3 separate regions of the Mus musculus genome follow, and regions 1 and 3 are each linked to region 2. Evidence: chromatin contacts called from public Hi-C data. All regions are on one chromosome and are shown on one strand. The core of a region is the stretch at or near the end of the contact, and the rest is flanking DNA. Distances in the headings are between cores, read along the strand shown.

Region 1 (3,107 bases), core at 433-2,932, 270 kb after region 2:
TCAAGACGAGGGATAAATTGAGTGTGCAGGGGTGAAGATGCTATTTAAAGCCCTGTGATTAAATTAAACCACCTTATAAAGTGTGAACGAATTATAAGAGGCATGAAGAGCCAAGGGGTATAGGTCTCAGAGGGGAGAAAGATGTCAAAAACTGGTATACGATGAATAAAAGATGGGAACCAAGGGATGGGGTTCTAGAAACCCAGAGGGGATAAAGGAGGGTCGCCTGGAGAACACTGTCTGTCCTCAGCAATTTGGAGAATTCACACTCCTTCCTATGACTGTCTTCCCAGGGCTGATTCTGTCACAATGGACGCATTTGCCCTAGATGCTCTGAGACACTGAATTTTTCCTCCTCTCTGTGTACCTCCATGGCCTTGTCCTCTCTGCCTGCAGGTGTTCCCTGCATAGCAATCTAGTCCTGTCCTCCTATCTCCCCTCCCCATCTCAGGTCTCAGACACAAGTCCCACATCTGGTTGGGCGGGCGCCCCTTCCAGGAGCGCAGTCCCTCCCTCTTGCAAGCACTCATTGCTGGCAGCCGGTGCCTCTAAGCTCTTCAGAGGTGAGCCCAGGCAATGGCTGCTCCTTTTTGTTACAGTAGTCGTCAGCAATTCTTGATCTTGGTAGAGATATATCTGTGGGCTAAATCAAAGGACACATAGGGCAGGGTCCCCAGTATTAGCATCTGGCTGACCTACCAAATAAACCAAGACTCCAGGGGCCTTCTGCTTCTGGAAGACTCGAGGCAACAAAGTCTTACCTGTTTGAAACAAATGGTAAGAAGTCTCAAATGAATTGGCACATTGTAGGATTTTGAAGAAGTTTTGATACATTCAAGAAACACTAAAAACACCCACCTGCCCACCCCCTTTCCTGTCTGAACTATGGCTTTGAACTCAGTAGGTAATCATTTTTCTTTAAATAATATTAAAGTCAGTTTAAATGTGACAGGCGTCTTTTCACAAGCACTCCAAGCACCAGCAAGGAATGGATGGACCCGGACAGACCCTTAGGTTCAGTCTTTGCTTGAGGCAGTGAGGCTCTCTAGAAGAGATTCGGCAATGGTAAACCTACTCCCCCACCCTGAGGGAGGGGTTTATAAGTCACCTAAATCAGGACTCCAAAGGTCCTCATAAGTATGGCAGCAAATGCCTAAGATGTGGGGAGGAAGGGAGGTCTCTGAACACTGCGTCCTTTGTCATGCAAGTAGAGCCAACGTTCTGAACAGAAATTGTAGATACTAGCAGACTATCTTTAGAAACAGGAAGTCAGGAACAGCCTATAAATATCTTCCCCTTCCTTCCTGAAGATCACATATACATTTTTTTTTTAAGATCCAGAAAAAACAAACAAACAAAACAAAACAAAAAAGATTTAGAAATAAAGAAAGTGCCTTAGTCTGGCTACTTCCTTTCTAGATTTTTCTAAAACTTTAAAATGTGTTGTGAGGGGAAGAGTACCACTTCAGCTTTTGACTGTTTGTGAGTGTCAGCCCTTTAAAAATGGCTTTCTTCTTTTTAAAACATTTAGTATATTGAGGGAAATCATGACTTGGGGGTTGATAAAAGAGCCCTAGTTACTGCTAGAAAGCAGTGGGGCCCTCAGCTGCGGGGTGTTCAGCAACTCTCCAGCTGGATTAGGCACTGTTGTCTCACCATTGTCCCAGTTGTGTCGGAGTGAGCCTCAGGGACACGTGACATATGCTCTGACCTCAGCCCTTGCTGACACAGACAGTCTTAACAATACCACTCCAACAGACCCACGCCAGGCTGCTCTTCTTTCCAGCTCTAGGTGTGTCTGGTGGGAAAATGATTCAGAGAGGCAGACACAAAATGTCTGTGGGTCCCAGAATCACTGTGAGGAATATTTTCCTAGGATCACCATGGGAGAGAGGGAAGCTGGGAGAATGGTTCAGATACCCATTCTACTTTCAGCCCAGCCCTTCTTCTTTGCCTCAGGAAAGGGCAACTTTTCCTTTCTTTTGTCTCTTTCTTCTAGATGCTAACTCCTCAGCCACTGGTCCTCACCCTCCCTAATGCTGCAACCCTTTAATACAGTTCCTCATGCTGTGGGGACCCCTCACCCCGACCATAAAAATGATTTTCCTTGCTACTTCATAACTGTAATTTTGCTACTGTTATGAATCGTAATGTAATATCAGTGTTGAGTTTGGTCTGTTGTTATGTATTGTAATGCTAAATTCTGTGCCCAAATGTCTGGACCCTAGAGTTGACAAGCTTTTGTTGTGCAAACCTTATTCTTTGATTTAAAACTACTGGTTAAATAAAATTGGTTGAATCCAATTACTGGAGGGATTCAAGGTAGATGGGTTTTGAGTAACCTGGTTGGCAGTGGAGAAGGAGGGGGTGGGGACCAGGAGGAGAAGGAGGAGGGATGAGGGGAGAAGAGGAAGCCTCCAAGAGAAGAGATGGACCGTGAGCATGTGGCCAGGAGAAACAGCAAGTATCTGGGGTTATACCCCTGGGAAGGTAGCCAGGCCAGCAGTCAAAAGAGTAGATTAAGGGTGACCCCCAGTAATTATCAACGCCAAGTAAAATAACCATAGTCGGAGTCTCATTTATTTGTGAGCTAGTTGGGGATAAGCATAACGTGGTTGTACTACACATCTGAAATGCAGCATATCTGACATGTGACCCCTGTGAAAGGGTTGTTAGACACTCCCCCCCCCAAGGGATTTCAACCCATAGATTGAGAGCCACTGCCTTAAGTGTGCCTATGTCTGTGTACATGCTGTGTATAGGTGTGTGAGCACACATGCAAACACACACACACACACACACACACACACACACACACACACACACACCATGGTACTTTGGACTTCCATGCTCTTTCTAAAGCCCCCTCCCACTCAAATGTCAGGCCTTGCCCACCCCCACCTCCTTTTCACCGACATTCTCCAGGCAGCTGCTGGGATTTACAGCTGCCCACCCTGGGGCTTTTTAAAAAACACTAATAACACTAGCCTTGAGCTTCGTTCAATTCTTTCATTGAAACTAAGAACCCCAAGGGGGAACCCTGATTTCCCAATATCATCTAAGAAACACAAAGAACTCCTGAAAACCCCCAGTAACTGTTACAACCA
Region 2 (2,991 bases), core at 253-2,752:
GTTATAAAGATATATATGAGATAGATAGTTAAATTATAGATAGATTATAGATAGATAGATAGATAGATAGATAGATAGATAGATAGATAGATAGGACAGATAGGTAGATGATAGATAGTTGATTGATGGATAGATAAGATAGACAAAAAGATAGATATAGATAAAAAAGAGATATATAGATTAGATATAGATATAATGTGTGTGTGTGTGTGTGTGTGTGTGTGTGCGTGTGTGTGTGTGTGTGCGCGCGCGCGCGCGCGCATTTTAAGGCTGAACATTTGAGTTTGGATAACTATTTAGGGAGTTTATTTGTGGTGAATGCTAGTTCTCTCTCTCTTAACAGTTTTTATTGCCTTTAGCTCTTCATCTTGACCAATGGTCCTCAACTTAAGGGCTTCAACTTTCCTTTGGGCTTTGAACAACCCTTGCACAGGGGTCAAATACCACATATCCTGCACATCAGATATTTACATTACAAGTCATAACAGCAGCAAAACTACCATTAGGAAGTAGCAACGAAAATGGTTTTATGGCCGGGGGTCACCTCAACATAAGGAACTGTATTAAAGGATCGCAGCGTTAAGAAGGTTCAGAAACACTGATTTGCTGGCAGGGATTCTTGCTGGTCCCCACCCACACTGGCATTGGCTTGCATACTGATGCTGCTAGGCAGATCTGCATATCTGGGATTCCACTGTACACTGGTAGGCATGGCGTTTATATATTGCTGGGGATCCAAACTCATCCCATAGTGTGTATGCAATGCAAACACATCACAAAACAATCTCCCCAGCGCCCATGTGATGCAGTCTTATTCTTAACATTCACGACACTCTCTCCTTACTAGATAGATACCTTCAGTAATATTCGAAAGAGCCCTGATGAGGCCGGGGCAATCGTGGTATTTTGTTCACTATGGTGGTTCAGAAACATCAAAACAGCCAGCACCTTCAGTTAAAATTACCAGTCAAGAGAATGGCCTAATTTTAGTTCGTCTGAACAAAGCAACAGAAAGAACTGGGGTTCCAGAAACCAGAGAGAAGACTCTCCCAGAATCCAGAGGGAGATGAACAGCACCTTGGTATCCGTGGCTTCATCACCAAGGAGAGGAGTTACTGCTGACGAACTCCTCTGGGTACACAGCTATGCAGAGACAGAAAACGGAAGCTGAACCGTTGAGGCCCTCATTAGATTGTAGGAGCCACAGAGCTCCTGACTCTAGACTTCATCTCCTATGAGGCCATAAATGTCCTCACTGTTCAACTAGCTGCAAGTTGTGAAAAACACACTAATCAATATCGGCATAGCCCCTAAGTCCTCCTCAGACCGGGGAGGGGGAATGGACCACTCCTAATAAATAACCTCCCTCCTGTGAAGGGGGCCTTAGAGTGTACCCTCTCTATGGGTGAGGGGGACAAAGGCCAGGACGCTTGAGTAACTCACATGAGGTGACGCTGATAGTACTTGATAAGGTTGGAATTTGTACCAGGGAGGGTGTGTGTTTTCCTGTACACACAGGGCAAACTTCAGCCAGTCGTGTCAGGTGCACAGATCACGGTCCAGTCTTAAGCAGAATCTAGGCAAGGGCCTTTTAAGGATAACAGATAGTAAACAGTCTGCACTCAGAAGCGAATGCCTTTCAAAACAGAGTGCCTGTCACAACAAGGAACTTGTGGCCTGCCTAGGGGAAGCCCCTTGTGTGCCTAGGCTGCCACAGCAGTCGTAAAAGGCTGTGTGATTCAGAGACTAATCCCAGGCATATTGAACTCAGGATAAGAACTCAAAACATGACTCTCAAAGTCTATCAGCTAAGGTTATGTGAGGCGACTGACAGCCCTGCCTGCCCTGCTCAGGCCTGGATCTGTTATCAGCCGGTAGCACAGAAGTTCAACTCAAACAGCTAGAAAAACAGAATGTGGTCAAATAAATAAACAGGAGGAGGGAATCTACCGCTACAGGGAACAAGATCTCTGTGATGGCAACATGACTCCCACAACATGCTTTATGTAAAAGAATCTGCTCTCTCTTATCCATGTCCTAAGAAGTTACAGAATCTCTCTTTTCCTTAAATAGGTTGCCATTCTGCTGTAAACTCTTACTGAGAATTTTGCATTTACAACAGAAAATAAATGATTGGGATATGTGAGGACATTTCCCAATCTCTACCTCTAGCAGAGCTCATACTGGTGCTGATATTGGACACTGAGCTATTCTCGATGTGACCCTCCCATGCTTTTCCCTTGGATAGGGATATAAACAATCATGTGGCCACATTCAGGCCCTTGTCTGCTTCTCTCCCCCCATCCCCCACCCCAATGGTCTTAGCTTTCATTTCTAACCCTTTTTGTGTTAGGAAAAAAGCCATTCTCGCTGCTGTGTGTAAGGGAGGTTGGCTGATGGTTATGTACTTGTTAATATGAAGGAGATTGGTCTCACCTTTGCTTCACATATGAGCAGGAGTTCAAGGTCTGCTGCTAACTAGCTGGCCGTTATTGCAGGTGAACTTTGGAACTAGTGTTTAGCACCTAGAAAAATCCGAGAATAGTGTCAGCCTCATGGTGTTAAGAGGCGCACATGAATCAGATAAGATGCGGAATGTAAACACGTATTTTTACAGTTCTAATTCTTGTTCATGCTACTGAAGTATCCCACCCAGAGTTCATTGCAAAGGAAGAGATCCTTGACACACGTCATTTCTTTGCCTCAGCTTCTTCTTGCAGGGGATGAATGAAGCTTGCTATCCAGAACCTGTCTCCTATATGAAGAATATTCTCTGATAATTATTTTTCTAATGGACATGAGCTGCATTTTTCAAAGTGTACCCCACACACACATGCACACACACACACACACACACACACACACACACACACATACACACACATGCACACATGCACAGAGAGAGAGTGAGAGGGAGGGGGAGAGGGGGAGAGGAAGGGGCAGGGAGAAGAAGAAGAAGAAGAAGAAGAAGAAGAGAAGAAGAAGAAGAAG
Region 3 (3,239 bases), core at 464-2,963, 300 kb after region 2:
CGACACTGGACTGCTGTGTCCAGTCCCCAGGCTGAATAATCTCCCGTGCGTCATTGCCCAGTTCTGTAAGATCCCACATGGGGTCTCCTCCACTGGGAAGCTTTCAGACAATCGTGTGTGTGTGTGTGTGTGTGTGTGTGTGTGTGTAAGACAGAGGTTAACATCTGGTGTCTTTCTCTACCACTGTCCACCCTATTTGTTGAGACAGAGGTTCACCTGGAGCTCATCAACTGGATAAGAGTAAGGGCTCAGCAATAGCCCCAGGGACCATCCCCATTCCCAGATCTCCAGCACTAGTATTACAGGCCCTTATGCCTGGCTTTTTACATGTCTGATGAGGATACACAATGAGATCCCTGTGTTTGCCTGTCTACCTATGTAGCCATGTCTCGATGCCCCCACCCAGGTCTCTGTGTTAATTATGCTCTACTCACAAAGGGTGTCCCTTATCACAAATAGTATGTACACTTCCCCTCCACTTGATAGGCTTATTTTTCCCAAAATCAGCCTGACTTCTTCCTCAACCCCGGCACTTCTGATGACATCATACCACCCAGCTTTTTATCTCGACACGCTGTCATTTCTAATGTTAATTTTAGCAATTTCATCAGTGGCCGTCAAGGAAATCAATATCCCACGTGGGCTAATCCCTGCCCTAGAGAAGAGCAGCTCTGCGACCCATCTTATTTGCTGATAGACTATCACACGAGAGGGTTTAGTCACTGGCTAATGCGATCCACCGCTGCGCTCTGCGTTCTGTCTCTGTGCTGGGCACTGATGGAGCCTGGAAATTAAAGATGAACAAGATGTGTCTTACTCTAAAGTGATTACTGACCCGTGGAGCAAGTTCTAGGCATTGTGGAAATTATTCATGAGGTGGGTAGGGCCAAGACTACCCTAGATCAGGGTGTCTTGAACTGTGGTCCCTCTGCCAACAATGGCACCATGACCTGGAAACTCATCTGATAAGAGCTTCCTTGGGCTCCTCTGACAACCCTGCTGTATTGGAGCTGTTCCTACAAAATTGATTTAGCATCCTTCCAGGGGTGTTGGCTGGGATAAGGGAGAGAAAGAACCTCCGGGTCTACACCACACACTCCCAACCTCTCTCTCCGTCTCCTCCTTCTTCTACAGAACTAGTAACATAGCCAGGGCACATCAGTCCAGAGAGACACTCCCCAAGATAAAGTAAAACACTGTCTTAGCACGTAAGGACCACACCGGACACCCTCTGCCTAGAACCAGAGAGATGCTTCTCGAAGATCAGCCGTGGTTCAGGCCACGCTGATGCGAACCCCTTCAGTGGACAAGAAAGCACGGAGGCTAAGATTGCCACTTTTGCCCCTGCTGCCTCGGAGGAAAACAAGCAATAGTCTCAGCTTGAGAACTCAAAGCGAAGGGACTCTGGGGCCATCGCGGTGTACGGGGGACCAGATCATGGTCTTAGCCCGTGAGTCCCGTGGCCCTGTGACTACTTTAAGTAAATTAAAGCACGCTGCTTTCTTTCTGGAATTCAAGGACAATGGATCCTGCCCATGGCAGACCTTGGCAGACCTCTCAGAACTCCTGGCCACTGGGTTTTTTTGTTTTGTTTTGGGTTTTTTTTTTTTTTTTTGGCTTCTTGCCACGTGTCATTAGTGACCTATTTTCCCTGCTGTGAGCTCAGCCATATCGAAGGCCCCTGAATCAGCAGTTTCTCCTCCACTTTGCTGGCTCCAGGCTGGTGAAACCGACACTAGCGTCACAGAGCATGCCACCTCGTATGCTCTCCCTCCCGTCCTCGGGGGAGGCGGAGAGCACGTGATCCTGATAAAGACGTAGGCTTTGACCTGAGGCTGCCTGGGAGAGCCCAGCTGTCGTGCCTCCTCCAGATAAACCGCTGAACCTGGGATTATTTTAGCTGAATAAGTAATCAGAACTAAAAATAGCCTTAAACTGCCTGGGCTTTGTTTAAACCCTGCCCAGGTGGGAAAGATAAGGTTTTTTGTTTTGTTTTGTTTTTTTAAATATAATCTAATTACAAAAGCATATTTTAAAACACTTTACTCCAAAATGCAAAAACTACTTTTACAACACGCCTATTTGGAATATAGTGCTCAGTTAATCTGGCTCTCTGAAAAAAAGAAAATGCCGTCATTTGAATTGCATACCGAGTTGAGATTACCAGTTGTTAAAAGCAACCAGAAATTGTGCTTAAACCTTCTAGGGATATCTTCAAACATAAATCCACGTGGGAAAATTACCCTTTGCTGCTTTAAAAACCAGCAAAAGCGAGCTTGCTGCCAGGCCTATTAATCTAGAAGCCACGTCCCACTAGAGGGCGCTGTCCTGGTCCGTCCTTCTCAGCCTCAGCGGCTTCCTGCTTTGTCCCTTTGCAGAGTGCTTCTTTTTTTTTTTTTTTTTTTTTTTTTTTTTTTTTTTGTTTTTTTTTGTTTTTTTTTTTTGTTTTTTTTTTTTTTCCATTTTTTATTAGGTATTTAGCTCATTTACATTTCCAATGCTATACCAAAAGTCCCCCTTACCCACCCACCCCCACTCCCCTACCCACCCACTCCCCCCCTTTGGCCCTGGCGTTCCCCTGTACCGGGGCACACAAAGTCTGCGTGTCCAATGGGCCTCTCTTTCCAGTGATGGCCGACTAGGCCATCTTTTGATACATATGCAGCTAGAGTCAAGAGCTCAGGGGTACTGGTTAGTTCATAATGTTGTTCCACCTATAGGGTTGAAGATCCCTTTAGCTCCTTGGGTACTTTCTCTAGCTCCTCCATTGGGAGCCCTGTGATCCATCCATTAGCTGACTGTGAGCATCCACTTCTGTGTTTGCTAGGCCCCGGCATAGTCTCACAAGAGACAGCTACATCTGGGTCCTTTCGATAAAATCTTGCTAGTATATGCAATGGTGTCAGCGTTTGGATGCTGATTATGGGGTGGATCCCTGGCTATGGCAGTCTCTACATGGTCCATCCTTTCATCTCAGCTCCAAACTTTGTTTCTGTAACTCCTTCCATGGGTGTTTTGTTCCCACTTCTAAGGAGGGGCATAGTGTCCACACTTCAGTCTTCATTTTTCTTGAGTTTCATGTGTTTAGGAAATTGTATCTTATATCGTGGGTATCCTAGGTTTTGGGCTAGTATCCACTTATCAGTGAGTACATATTGTGTGAGTTCCTTTGTGATTGTGTTACCTCACTCAGGATGATGCTCTCCAGGTCCATCCATTTGGCTAGGAATTTCATAAAT

What was found. Hi-C and Micro-C count contacts between places; a contact is called where the count stands out from the background.
Region 1: a contact with region 2 is called in a Hi-C map of bone marrow-derived macrophages, with 21 read pairs. The contact joins two enhancer-like sites. A contact is called at or near these places in 1 of 484 Hi-C or Micro-C datasets (bone marrow-derived macrophages) and 2 of 115 datasets of contacts at active chromatin or transcription factors (extraembryonic endoderm stem cells and regulatory T cells).
Region 3: a Hi-C map of liver shows a contact between it and region 2, with 6 times the contacts expected there. The contact joins two enhancer-like sites. A contact is called at or near these places in 1 of 39 promoter capture datasets (hippocampal neurons), 1 of 15 datasets of contacts at CTCF or cohesin (large pre-B cells), 14 of 484 Hi-C or Micro-C datasets (CD8 T cells, Th1 cells, cardiomyocytes and 6 more) and 4 of 115 datasets of contacts at active chromatin or transcription factors (astrocytes, embryonic stem cells, extraembryonic endoderm stem cells and 1 more).

Annotation. Positions count from the first base shown.
Region 1 is chr10:119,038,704-119,041,810 of GRCm38.p6, forward strand. All of the region lies in intron 3 of Gm33677 (predicted gene, 33677), which reads right to left. Among named protein-coding and RNA genes, the nearest start is that of Gm33677, 10 kb to the right of the region's middle. Within about 2 kb of position 1,683, at least 40 of the 459 cell types and tissues checked have an H3K27ac peak or open chromatin away from gene starts, as enhancers often do. A contact at or near this core is called in bone marrow-derived macrophages, extraembryonic endoderm stem cells and regulatory T cells, where this site is marked.
Region 2 is chr10:118,764,534-118,767,524 of GRCm38.p6, forward strand. All of the region lies in intron 1 of Gm33439 (a long non-coding RNA gene), which reads left to right. Among named protein-coding and RNA genes, the nearest start is that of Gm33439, 19 kb to the left of the region's middle. Within about 2 kb of position 1,503, at least 122 of the 459 cell types and tissues checked have an H3K27ac peak or open chromatin away from gene starts, as enhancers often do. A contact at or near this core is called in bone marrow-derived macrophages, extraembryonic endoderm stem cells, hepatocytes and 2 more, where this site is marked.
Region 3 is chr10:119,063,863-119,067,101 of GRCm38.p6, forward strand. No RefSeq gene overlaps it. Among named protein-coding and RNA genes, the nearest start is that of Gm33861, 11 kb to the right of the region's middle. Within about 2 kb of position 1,714, at least 142 of the 459 cell types and tissues checked have an H3K27ac peak or open chromatin away from gene starts, as enhancers often do. A contact at or near this core is called in extraembryonic endoderm stem cells, hepatocytes and liver, where this site is marked.